Linked DNA regions of Mus musculus: region 1 is linked to region 2. The links are chromatin contacts, called in public HiChIP or PLAC-seq maps. All regions are on one chromosome and are shown on one strand. Each heading gives the region's core, a stretch centred on a gene start, on an enhancer-like site or on the middle of the called end of the contact. The rest is flanking DNA. Distances are from core to core; before and after follow the strand shown. Region 1 overlaps Atg14 (autophagy related 14). Region 2 holds the start of Socs4 (suppressor of cytokine signaling 4).

Region 1 (2,700 bases), core at 49-2,548, 260 kb before region 2:
TGGACCCTGGAGTTGCTGGAGAATCAGACGCGAGTGGAGATGAGCGTGTAAGCGATGAGGAGACTGACCTGGGCACAGACTGGGAGAACCTGCCAAGCCCCCGATTCTGTGACATCCCTTCCCAGCCGGTGGAAGTGTCCCAGAGCCAGAGCACCCAGGTGTCCCCACCCATTGCCAGCAGCAGCGCTGGTGGGATGATCTCCTCCGCTGCGGCCTCGGTGACCTCTTGGTTCAAAGCTTACACTGGACACCGCTAACGAGTTGGGACCAAAAATGCTGATTTTGTGTCTCAGAGTCTTTCCCACTGCACTCTCATAACCTTGTCTGTGTAGTTGCGATAGAGCTTGGAAGCTATCGCCAGGACAAGATTAGTGTCAGGGCCTGAGCTCGGGGCTCCTGGGCCCAGGTCCTCAGTATGCTGGTTCCTGGGTGCAGAGTCTCCCTGACACTAAGTCCTAGGCTTTGATCAGATCACAAAGAAGTGTTTCTTGGTAATGAGGAATGAAAGACAAAGGCTGAGTTTGTTTTTCTGTCATCCTCTTGAGAGACCAGCCAGCAGGCCAGCAGCAGTTTGGCCTCATCCGGGAGAGGTGGTTGTCTGGGGAAGGAGGAAATGAAAGCTTATTGCTTATTGCTTATTGTCAGTCATTGTGCGTCACATTCCTGATTTCCTACTACACACCAAAGAAACCAAATTCTTTATTTCTGTAGACCCATATCTGCGAATGGGGAGTCTGCTGGGATGGTTAGATGTCTAAACAGTTCTCTTGTATTCTGAAGGGAGATAAGTCATTGGGATTGTCTGTACTACACTCACTTCCTCCATCATTCCCTGGATGGGCTAAATGCTACCCGAGCGTTGGCTGAACACTTACGTGGTCACTCGCTTGCTGTCCGGTTTCTTCCTTGGTGGTGGTGGTGGGGTTAACTAGTAGCAGGTGTTTCCAGGGAACTCTTCCTTCTTGTTCCTGAGGTCTTCTTGTCCCTGGGGTCTCTGAGACTGAAGACAGCACCTTATGCAGAGTGTAGCGCGGAGCAGCTGTCCCAGGAAATGCTCAGCTATCAAGGGATTTCCTCAGAGGTCATTCTAATGACAATCTTATAGAAAGCTATAAAAAGAGAGGCATTATGTTCAAGTCATAAGGAGTTCTTTTTTTATTTTTAGTAACTTCAAAAAGGAAGTTCTGTGTAACAGACTCCTGCAGTCCTGTGAGAAAGCACCCCCCTCCCCTGGCCTTGTCACCATATCCTCCTGTTGTGACTGGTGTGATGGTACCTCAGCCAGGTCCTTCAGCAGTCTGCCACGCCCTGGCTTCTGTTGACTCACACTGTGGTTGGTACTTTGCCTGCAGATTGAGGTGCTGTGGCGCTTTGGCAGTTATTAGAAGTGTAGGAAGGACTTCATCCTGCCCAGGTTCCCCACGTTCCCAAGCTCTAGATACCCAGCTGTGGAGCAGGCGGCTGGAGTCTGTTCTGTGCTCAGCTCTGCGACTGCTGGGCTCGTGTTTTACCACCTACTTCTAGGACTTACAGACTGAGTGCGCTGGGAGGAAGCTACAGAAAGTGCAGAGGCCACCAACTACCGCCTACAGCAATTTAACCACAGTTGCAGAAAGCACAGGGCTGGGTGGCCTTGTTTTATTTCATATCAATCAGAGGCACTTTTGTCATCGTCCCTCACAGTAAGTGACCAGCACGGACTGCCTAGGCTGCTCAAGTCCTTGGGGTTTTGTTATTTTGCACTGGATCCACCTGTTGTAAATAGTCTTAAATACACATTTCAACCACTGTTTGGTTCCTACACTCTTTGCTGCTCATTAAAACTTTTTGTGTAGGTGTCAGAACCGTACACAAACAGCTTTCTAGAAAAAAAAAAATGAAGCTGGTGTTTTGTTTTTTTTTTTTAAACCGAAAGCCATAGAAGTTGATCATGTTTTCCATTTAAAAATGATTTCTTGGAACAAGGTAATACTAATAGACACTCAGAGGCACCACATGGGCTGCTTTACATGGTCTTACGTAGAACCAAGAAATGTAACTTACCATGGTATGGGGGTCAGCATTGGGTGGGGTTCAGGTGTGCATTGGGAAAGCTGCAACGTCAGAACCCCCTTGCTGCGACTGAAACTTCCAGGTCAGGTTGATCACACAGATGTTTTCTAAACCTTTGTTGTATTACTGCAATAAATCCTTTAACAGTACTTGGCTGTGTGTGTCTGTCCCCCAGTTCCTATTTAGTTCTGCTGCTACATTGATGGTAGCAGCAAAAGTGCAAGCTAACCTGGAGTACTTCATAGAAATTAAAGGATACATTTTAAAGAATGTTTTGCTAGGTAAGAAATTTTTTTTAGCCGGGCGGTGGTGGCTCATGCCTTTAATCCCAGCACTCGGGAGGCAGAGGCAGGGGGATTTCTTAGTTCGTGGCCAGCCTGGTCTACAAAGTGAGTTCCAGGACAGCCAGGACTATACAGAGAAACCCTGTCTCTAAAAAACCAAAAGAAGAAAAAGAAAGTTGTTTTTAAAATGACTGGTTATTTGCTTTAATGATGATGGCTCAACTTTGGCAAACAATAGTTGCTTATGACTTGTGGGTTTCATTCTCTGTTCTTGATCTGGAAAGGAATGAGCCTCTGAGACGGGGCCTGCTCTCGCTTTTGCAGTGCAAGAGGAAATGTCAGAGGCATTTCCCAGGCCTCGAGG
Region 2 (2,700 bases), core at 196-2,695:
ATATTATCTTAACCTGTCAATACTGACTTGGTTGTTAGGGCAGAGAGAGCGGGCAGGTGTGCTGACATCATTCATAGTTCTAAAATCAAATGGTATCACAGGCACTGTCTAAAGTATTTACATCAATAACTCTTGTTCCCACTTGCAAGTTTCTGAATGGTGAGCTCTGAAAAGCATTACTCTGAAATCCCATTACAATATATTCAATATATAGATGAGTATCATCAGCTCAACTTGAACCTCACACTGTACCTACTCATTTTTATTGTCCAGGTACTGGGCAAAAGAATTATAAATTGGCCTGTCTAAAAACAATAATTTCAAAATAAAAGTAAGTTACTCAAAAGTCATTGTCTCAGGTGCCTTTATTCTTGTGGGAAATTAACAATAGGGTTTTGTTTTGTTTTTTAAAAAAGAATCTCAGATTCTACTTGAGCCAACTACTCTTCCTTTTTATTCATATACAAATCTGAGTGTCTTTTTGGAACCCAGGTTCTTAGAAATGCCTTACAAAATGCCACCATAGCAAGAATACCACGGTTTGAGTAATAACTAAGCTTGCAATTTTTTTAATAAGTTATCTAGATCTACCTCTGTAGAGTTTTCCGGTAATAAAAATAAGTCTGACTGAAACTGTACAGTGGGTACCACAAAAACGCCGTCAAAGCCCCAATTATCACCGAAAATCATAATTTTCAACAGACCAATTTATTAATATGGAGAACGTGAAGAAACAAGAAAAGCATAAACTTAACGGGCCAAGACCTGACTTAGTAGAGGATGTGTTATCGACTGCCACGATGAACAGAAACCTGTAACAATACAAATTAGACCTCTCCTTTTAGATCTAAAAGCAGTTTGGTAAACTTTGGTCGGAACTAAATAGAAAACCCAAGTTAACTCTCTTTAGCATTATTTAGCTAGAGTCGCAAGAAACAAGAATCAGTCCATCCTTTATTACCACAGAAATGACAAAGTTGAGGGCACGAAGGGCGTGAAGAATAAAGGCTTGCCAAGGTCTGTCCCTAACCCGGTCCCGAGGAGCTCGATCGGTTCAAGGAGGCGACTACGGTGGCTCGGGAGGAGATCCTGAAAGGGCAGGCGTCAAACCCCAGCCCTCGCCGCCACCCTTCCCCCTCTCACCTCTCCGAGCTCAGCTCAAGCGGAGCTGTCCGAGCGCCTGCCGCCATCACCACCGCCATCACCCGGCGCTCGCTCAAGCGCGGAAGAGAGGCCCGGCCACTCCCGCTCCTCGTGCGGCTCCCGCCAGGCGGAGGCCTGGCTGTCAGCCCCCGCCCCGGCTCCACGGTCAGCCCAGAGTCAGACTTGCCGCTGCCTCCGCCTGCTCTCCAGGGACCGCCGCCACTTCCGGGTTCGGCTCCCACCTTTTCTTTCAGAGCGGCCCCAGCCACCAGCTCTCGGCTTCGAGGCGGCGCGCTTCTGACGCCACCACCCGGCGACCTCGGGCCGGACCTGGGCTGGGCGGCGGCGGGCCGCGCATGCGCACAGGGCGAGCGCGCCAGAGCGCGGGAAGCGGCTCCGTGCTTCCATCAGAGCAGACGCTGGTGCACACCGCTTGCTCCTCGCCCCCGCTGCCCGTGCTTGCAGAGGGGAAAGCTTGTCATCTCCCGGGCGTGTGTGACATACCTTCCGCTGCATCGTGCTGTGGCTCCTCGGGTGAGGGAAACAGGACTGCACGGCGCGGAGAGGACGATCGCCCTACTGAAAAAAATACCAGTTCTTACAAAACGGCTCAGGTAGGGAAAGATGCCGGCCACACAGAAGCCCATGAGGTACGGACATACGGAAGGGCACACCGAAGTCTGCTTTGATGATTCTGGAAGGTAAGCGTCTTTGGAAACAAAGGACGGGTCCAGCGTGAATGTTAGCCGTCATTCTCGGTATGGACAGCCGGTCGAAGATGACCGATGCGGAGGGACAGAGGAAGGAATAAACAAGGAGCGCCTCTGCCCTGAGGCTTGTTTGCTTTGAACTGTCGTGGCACTTCTAGGACCTCACGAAAATTAAAATCCTTTACCCAGAGGAGTGCCTTCCCGCCACTCACGTCCTCATTCGGTGTCATGTTTATTTTATGAGACAGTTAAGCATCAGCAGTTGCTGTAAATTGCAATGACTGTCGTGCCCAGGAGATGGAATTTTGCAGCTTCCTCTTTCACAGTGTCCCCTGTGTACTAGAGGACATAATGTAAATGTCTAGTTTAGGGCTCAATACTGAGAAGTCGCTTCTTGTCAGCACCTTGTGCGGTCATGAGGCTCTACAATCACCACCATTTACTGGAAATAGAGGCTTCTCTAATTCTTTCTTTCTTTCTTTTTTTTTTTTTTGGTTTTTCGAGACAGAGTTTCTCTGTATAGCTCTGGCTGTCCTGGAACTCACTCTGTAGACCAGGCTGGCCTCGAACTCAGAAATTCGCCTGCCTCTGCCTCCCAAGTGCTGGGATTAAAGGCGTGCTCCAGGCCGGCTGAGGCTTCCCTAATAAAGGCTGAGGGTAGCATTTGAAATGTACATAAATATTTAGACAGCAGTTTGAGGTTATGCAATTTAGCTATGCAGTAGTGTACCCCCTAGGGCCTGAGACCTCCCCTTGCTATGGGCTTTTGAAAGGGTTTACCTACCAAGAATGGGTTCCCCTTTGTGGAATAGACCTTAAATCCAAAAAGCACTTGGTTACCCCTATA

What was found. HiChIP or PLAC-seq counts read pairs in DNA pulled down with a chosen protein or histone mark.
Region 1: an H3K4me3 HiChIP or PLAC-seq map of bone marrow-derived macrophages shows a contact between it and region 2, with 4 times the contacts expected there. The contact joins the enhancer-like site here to the promoter of Socs4 in region 2. A contact is called at or near these places in 7 of 39 promoter capture datasets (the 3T3-L1 cell line, the C10 cell line, cranial neural crest and 3 more), 3 of 484 Hi-C or Micro-C datasets (cerebral cortex, embryonic stem cells and palatal mesenchyme), 3 of 115 datasets of contacts at active chromatin or transcription factors (the SCID.adh cell line, bone marrow-derived macrophages and memory CD8 T cells) and 2 of 9 other capture datasets (adipose tissue and liver).

Annotation. Positions count from the first base shown.
Region 1 is chr14:47,540,394-47,543,093 of GRCm38.p6, reverse strand. Atg14 (autophagy related 14) reads left to right here. Exons shown (of 10, transcript NM_172599.4): 10 at 1-2,201. The coding sequence ends at 257. Among named protein-coding and RNA genes, the nearest start is that of Atg14, 27 kb to the left of the region's middle. Within about 2 kb of position 1,298, at least 44 of the 459 cell types and tissues checked have an H3K27ac peak or open chromatin away from gene starts, as enhancers often do. A contact at or near this core is called in bone marrow-derived macrophages and memory CD8 T cells, where this site is marked.
Region 2 is chr14:47,275,665-47,278,364 of GRCm38.p6, reverse strand. It overlaps Socs4 (suppressor of cytokine signaling 4), which reads right to left and starts at 1,445. Exons shown (of 2, transcript NM_080843.3): 1 at 1,144-1,445. Wdhd1 (WD repeat and HMG-box DNA binding protein 1) reads left to right here and starts at 1,508. Exons shown (of 25, transcript NM_001360532.1): 1 at 1,508-1,844. The coding sequence starts at 1,768.